Regions from separate parts of the Mus musculus genome. Here region 1 is linked to region 2. The links are chromatin contacts, called in public HiCAR-type maps. All regions are on one chromosome and are shown on one strand. Each heading gives the region's core, a stretch centred on a gene start, on an enhancer-like site or on the middle of the called end of the contact. The rest is flanking DNA. Distances are from core to core; before and after follow the strand shown.

The links. HiCAR-type assays count read pairs that join an accessible place to other places.
Region 1: a contact with region 2 is called in a HiCAR-type map of embryonic stem cells, with 2.4 times the contacts expected there. The contact joins two enhancer-like sites. A contact is called at or near these places in 2 of 484 Hi-C or Micro-C datasets (both in embryonic stem cells) and 4 of 115 datasets of contacts at active chromatin or transcription factors (all in embryonic stem cells).

Annotation. Positions count from the first base shown.
Region 1 is chr4:57,278,082-57,280,781 of GRCm38.p6, reverse strand. The region is part of intron 1 of Ptpn3 (protein tyrosine phosphatase, non-receptor type 3); the gene reads left to right. Among named protein-coding and RNA genes, the nearest start is that of Gm12536, 20 kb to the left of the region's middle. Within about 2 kb of position 1,316, at least 58 of the 459 cell types and tissues checked have an H3K27ac peak or open chromatin away from gene starts, as enhancers often do. A contact at or near this core is called in embryonic stem cells, where this site is marked.
Region 2 is chr4:56,845,615-56,848,314 of GRCm38.p6, reverse strand. It overlaps Ctnnal1 (catenin (cadherin associated protein), alpha-like 1), which reads left to right. Exons shown (of 19, transcript NM_018761.3): 2 at 316-505. Among named protein-coding and RNA genes, the nearest start is that of Ctnnal1, 18 kb to the left of the region's middle. Within about 2 kb of position 1,419, at least 46 of the 459 cell types and tissues checked have an H3K27ac peak or open chromatin away from gene starts, as enhancers often do. A contact at or near this core is called in embryonic stem cells, where this site is marked.

The sequences.
Region 1 (2,700 bases), core at 67-2,566, 430 kb before region 2:
CTTAATTTTAGGTAGAAAGTGCTAAGAATTGGGCTTACTCCATTCTCCCTTTTTTTAAGCCTTCCATGATGCTTCACTCTTTAAATAGTACTCTTACACCTCTGATGGGCTGTTTAAAACTTTCAAGAGCGAGGCATCCATGTAGAATCATTTCCGTGCAAGTCTATGTAAGGAGATAGAAACTGAACAGTTCTACAGTGGAATATGGCTTCTATAAACAGAAATATATACCCTGGGCACTTTCAAAACAGAAGTCATGATAGAATTTTGGTCCCCAAAGCCTAAAGCTCATTTTTCATACTCTCCAGTAGCTTTTTCAATACGAGTTCCTTTATTTAATTACCTATAGTAATGCGTTTTGGTCAACTAAGAACCTCCCGCCACCAGGTTCCTCAGAGCTACCCAGTCGTTCAGCCGAGAGCTTAGTATCTTCCATGTTTATGCAGCCTTTACCTTAGGCCCCTTCTTCTGTTGAGCAGAAGTCTGCTTCCTTTTCTTTCTTTTGTTGTTTGAGTAAGTGTGGTGTGTGCGCGAGTGAGGGTCGTGAGGCTCACTACATGTTTGTGGAGGTCAGAGAGTAAACGGGTGTTGTTGACGCTTGGCATCCTTCCGTGTTGGAGATCAGGGTCTCTCTTCTGCATTCCACTTCTCTGTACCGTATTCCAGGTGAACTGGCCCCTGAGCTTCTGGAAATTCTGTCTCTGCCTCACATCTCCCCACAGGAGCTCTGGGAGCCTTCACAGAAGGTGATTCAAACTCCCGGTTGTTACTCTCCAATGGAAAAGACTTACCCACTGAGCCACCTCCCAGGCCCTGAACCGGTTCATGTCGCCTCTTTAACCATTGAGTTAAAAAGAATCAGTCCAGTGGATTGGGCTAAGGTGTACATTCTCTGCTAATCTCAAAACTGGCCTTGGAAAGCAGGGGTAGCCGCTCTCTCCTAAATAACTCTTAGAAAAAAGTAAGCAATTGCTGAGGTTAACCTCCACTAAAGTGATTAAATTGGAGTTCCCACCCTCCCATTGCCTGATTCTAAACCTCTCACCTTATCCTTATTCCTCTTTTATGTAAAAGCTTCTAAAAGAACCTGGCCTAATCCTCCCAGAACGCTCACTAAGATATCAGCTATCCCTCAGGCTCCTCTTTTGCTCTGGAGCTCATAAAACCTCCCAGAACTTCCTCTCCTGACCTTTCAGTAAGGTCCCATAGTTGTGGAGTCTTTGCCTGGAAACCTCAGCGAGCTGGTCCTGTCACCCACCTCACCCTGGAAGGTCTCAGCCTCCTTGTCCCCTAGACACGTCTTCACCTCCTATGGAAGCCAGGTTCCCCGCATCTCTACCTTCCCCCACCGGCTGGCCACTTCCTGGCTTGGCCTGGGGCCAAGTAAATGAATATTGAGTCAATGGGCCGGAACTCCTTTGCCAAAGTAATAACAAAGGAAGCCAAAAGTAATTATAAACAAGATCTACAGGTCCTGGGGCAGGGGGTGGGGCTACCGAAAATACCCTCGTAGAAGGCCGGAATTTGGGGATTACTTGAAGGCTTGATGACATCTTCCCAAACATTAAAATAACTAATAAAAATCTTGTCTTCAACTGGTATCAGCTGGGGAGAGGAGTCACACGAGGGAGGACTCGGGACCTGGGTAGTTTTGGTTGCCTTTGCCCTGTGTGATACCCCAGGATAAAGGCTTCTCATACCTACCCAGGGCTGCCACCTTCCTGTGCTGGGCCTGGCTTCCTCTTCCCCGAGGCAGAAGTATTGAAGGTAGCTGAGGCCCGGAGGGCTGGAGCCTGTTTCGCTTTTTTTTATAGCGGTTTATAGGCCACCTCTCACCGCCTGTGGCTTCAGCCTGCTTCCCATCCTGCGCTCTGAGAGGAGCTGAAGCCTCTTCTTAACTTCCAGGCGCCCAGGCTAACTTTTTTATTTTGTTAGCTTTGACCACGGTGTCATGGTGTCCAACCTATAAATAAAAACTAAAGATAAACCCTGGGCTCTCGAATAAGAAAACTATTTTGACATTTCGAAGTCATCTGGGAACAAGGGAGCTAACTACAGGTTCTGGTTTGGATTGAACTGACGGGAGAGATTATCTCAGCACTGCTTTGGGGGCTCAGGGTCTTCTTTGGGAGGTCCCCTCTCTGAACAAATTAAAGGTCAGGGAACAAATGAGCCAATTCTGCGGTTGTGGTCTTGGAGCATGAGGATTGGTGGTGCAAGAGAAGATGGTAGAGTTTTGTGAAAGTCAAGACTGATTGCTAAGTCTTAAGTGCACTTCTGATGAAAAGGATCCATTTTATAAATGCACATGCAAGTTTCAAAAAAAAAAGTTTTGTTTTTACACCATTTGTGATTATCGTTGTTTAGCAGACGTTAAGCTTTTTTCTTTCCTTGTATGTCTGTGAGGATATCAGATCCCCTGGAATTGGAGTTACAGGCAGTTGTGAGCTGCCATGTGGGTGCTGGGAATTGAACCAGGGTCCTCTGGAAGAGCAGCTATCTTAACCTCACTGTGCCGTCTCTCCAGCCCCTAGGCTTTAAGCTTTAAAAGTATTATTTTAAAAAAAAAAGTATTGTTTTAAAAGTATTTTGTTGCTGTTGTGGGAGTTTTTTGTTTCTTTTTTTGGTATATAAGCTTGATGTTTTTTAAAAAATGGATTTTAACATTAATTTAGCAATAAATATGATCATGCCTTGTTT
Region 2 (2,700 bases), core at 170-2,669:
GCCGTGTTCTCAAGTCTTGAAGATTTGTTGGAAGATCTGGAGAGTCTCTGGAAGTGTATGTCCCAGATTACTGCCCTCAGGTGAACTTGTAATCACAATTAATAGAAGCATTGTCCTGGGAAATGATGCAAGATGCTCTGCTTCCTGGCCCCTGGCCTGCAAGGTCTAAGGCGAATGATTTGCTTGGTCTGATATGCTGGGTTTAATTTTCTTGGTCTTTGTGATATCTTTTTTAAAGTTTTATTTATTTATTTATTTTTAAGTATTGAGGTAAAAGTTTCTTCTTCTTCTTCTTCTTTTTTTTTTAATTTTCAGATCACCACACTTATAAACCATAAAGATAATACCAAAAAGTCTGATAAAACCCTGCAAGCGATTCAGCGTGTGGGACAAGCGGTCAACTTGGCAGTTGGAAGATTTGTTAAAGTAGGGGAAGCTATAGCCAACGAAAACTGGGATTTGAAAGAAGAAATTAACATCGCCTGCATCGAAGCCAAGCAAGCAGGTACCTGTGTATCCACCTTGTGTTCCGCTGCTTGCTTGCTGGTTTGTTTTGTGTGTGTGTGTGTGTTTGTTTGTTTGTTTGTTTGTTTTAGGAGGCAAAGTCCTTGCTGACCTGGAACTTCCTTTTGGTGGCCTAGCTGGCTTTGAACTCTGCTTCTGCCTCTGGCAAGCCATTTGAGTCCACACCCAGCTCTCATTTCCTTCTTGAGGCAGGTCTCACGCTTAGCCCAGGCTGCCCTCAAACACAGTCGGAGTCCTCCTGCCTCAGGCTCCCAAGTGCTGGTAGAATGGGTGACATCACTGCTCCCAGCTGTAAATATTTATTTTAGAGACTATTGCTATTTCATTATTCCAAATGTTATGGCAAGTATTTTTTTATTATTTATTTAATTTGAGGCAGTCTCACCAGGTAGCCTGGTTATCCTGGAACTCACTGTGTAAACCAGGTTGGCTTTTAACTTGGAGTGATCCTCTTGTTTCTGGATTCCAAATGCTAGGGTTACAGCTGTGTACCACTACACCCAGGAAAACTTAGGAATTTGTTTTCTAAAATGCTGGGGATTGAACCCAGGGCTGTTTTTTATGCTAAGCACTACCAAGCTACATCCCTGACAAAACACTTTAGGTTTACTTTGAGTTAAGCTATCCAGCCAGAAGGTGGTGGTGCATGCCTTTAATCCCTCACCCCACCCCCACCCCCACTCTGTGAGTTTGAAGCCAGCCTGCTTTAGAGTTCCAGGACAGCCAGAGCTAAAACAGAGGAGTCCTGTCTCAAAATACAAAAAATAAAAACATAAAAAAAAAAATCCTAGAATATTAATGACGTGGGTTGGCTTTTAGGAATGGTGGGGCTCCTTCTGACTCCAGTCCTAAGCCTGAAACACAGGACTCATTCACAACAGTTCACAGTTAGAACGTTGACATGTCATACTGACTGAGGTCGGTGATGCAGAGAAGAGAGGGTGAGAGAGGGTGAAGGATGAAGGCAGGGAGACGCCATGTGAAGCGTTTACATACAAACAGCTAAATGCAGACAGTGCCATAGGGCTACAGAGAGCAGGAACAACAGAGAGCATACTTGCTGATGTGGCTGGATAGACACGATGTAGCTCTTAGCTACAGGAGAGGGAGGACTCTGGGCTTCTAGCCGTTTGTTGGTTTAGGGAACAGCTTTATGTGGGACGCAGAGGAGATGGCCTCACTTTATTTGTAGTTTATATTTTTTTTCCATTATAAAAAAGGATTTGAAGTGGGCCATAATAAAAGACATGTCAAGTGAATCTATTAAAATCAGAGAAAAAAATATACCAGAATCTTTGGCAAAGATGAATATTTAACTAAGTAGTAAATTTATCTTTGTACTTCCTGGAAAGCAAGACGAAAATGGGAGAAAGAAAGGGTTATATAACCCCCATTGTTTGCTGAGAGGCAACAAACCAGTTCGTAAGAGGAGAATCCTGTTTTCCTGGCACCACGTTATTCTCTGGGCACTTATACAGCTTGTTATAGAATACAGTGGGCAATGCAGAGAGAGCAGAAAGACTGTCTCGAATTGTTCCTGTTAGCAGCCCTTGCTGAAAGCAAGAGGGGCGGGGCGGGGAGGGGGGGTGGGATTTACAGGGAAAGAACAGCATGAGGTCCTATGGTCCCTTAGCCTTGTCTCCTTGTGCTTAGTGAGGGCAGGGGTTGGGGGAGGGGAGGAAGTGAGTCGTATGAGCAGGCATGCGCAGATAGCTCCAGCAGAGGATCAGGCAGGTCCCCTCCGGTGGCATGAGCCTCACATACCATCTCTTCTAAATCACTCCATGAGGAGCCCCACCCCAACCGGACACCTCCTGAAGTTGCAGGTAAATAGGGACCTTTCACTGACACGCGCTGTGAACCAGTCCTGAGGGCCTTTGGCTCACTCAGCCCTTAATGGCCTCTTTCTCCTGGGCAGCTTGCATGTGCTTGAGGGCAAGACTACGAAGCAGTGATCAAGACCTAGTGAGTGCTTCAGGTTAACTGTTATATTCCAGTCTGACCTTTTTCACCAGGCCGGGAGACACTGGGCAAGCCACGTTCTCATGGGAGCATGGCACTGGTCTTATTTGTGGAGGATTGTTATATGATGTGTGTGTGCACTCGGCATGAATACGTGTTTACCACGTTTTCACGTCATGATTCTTGCATCTTAGTCTCTCTCTGGTCTCTCTT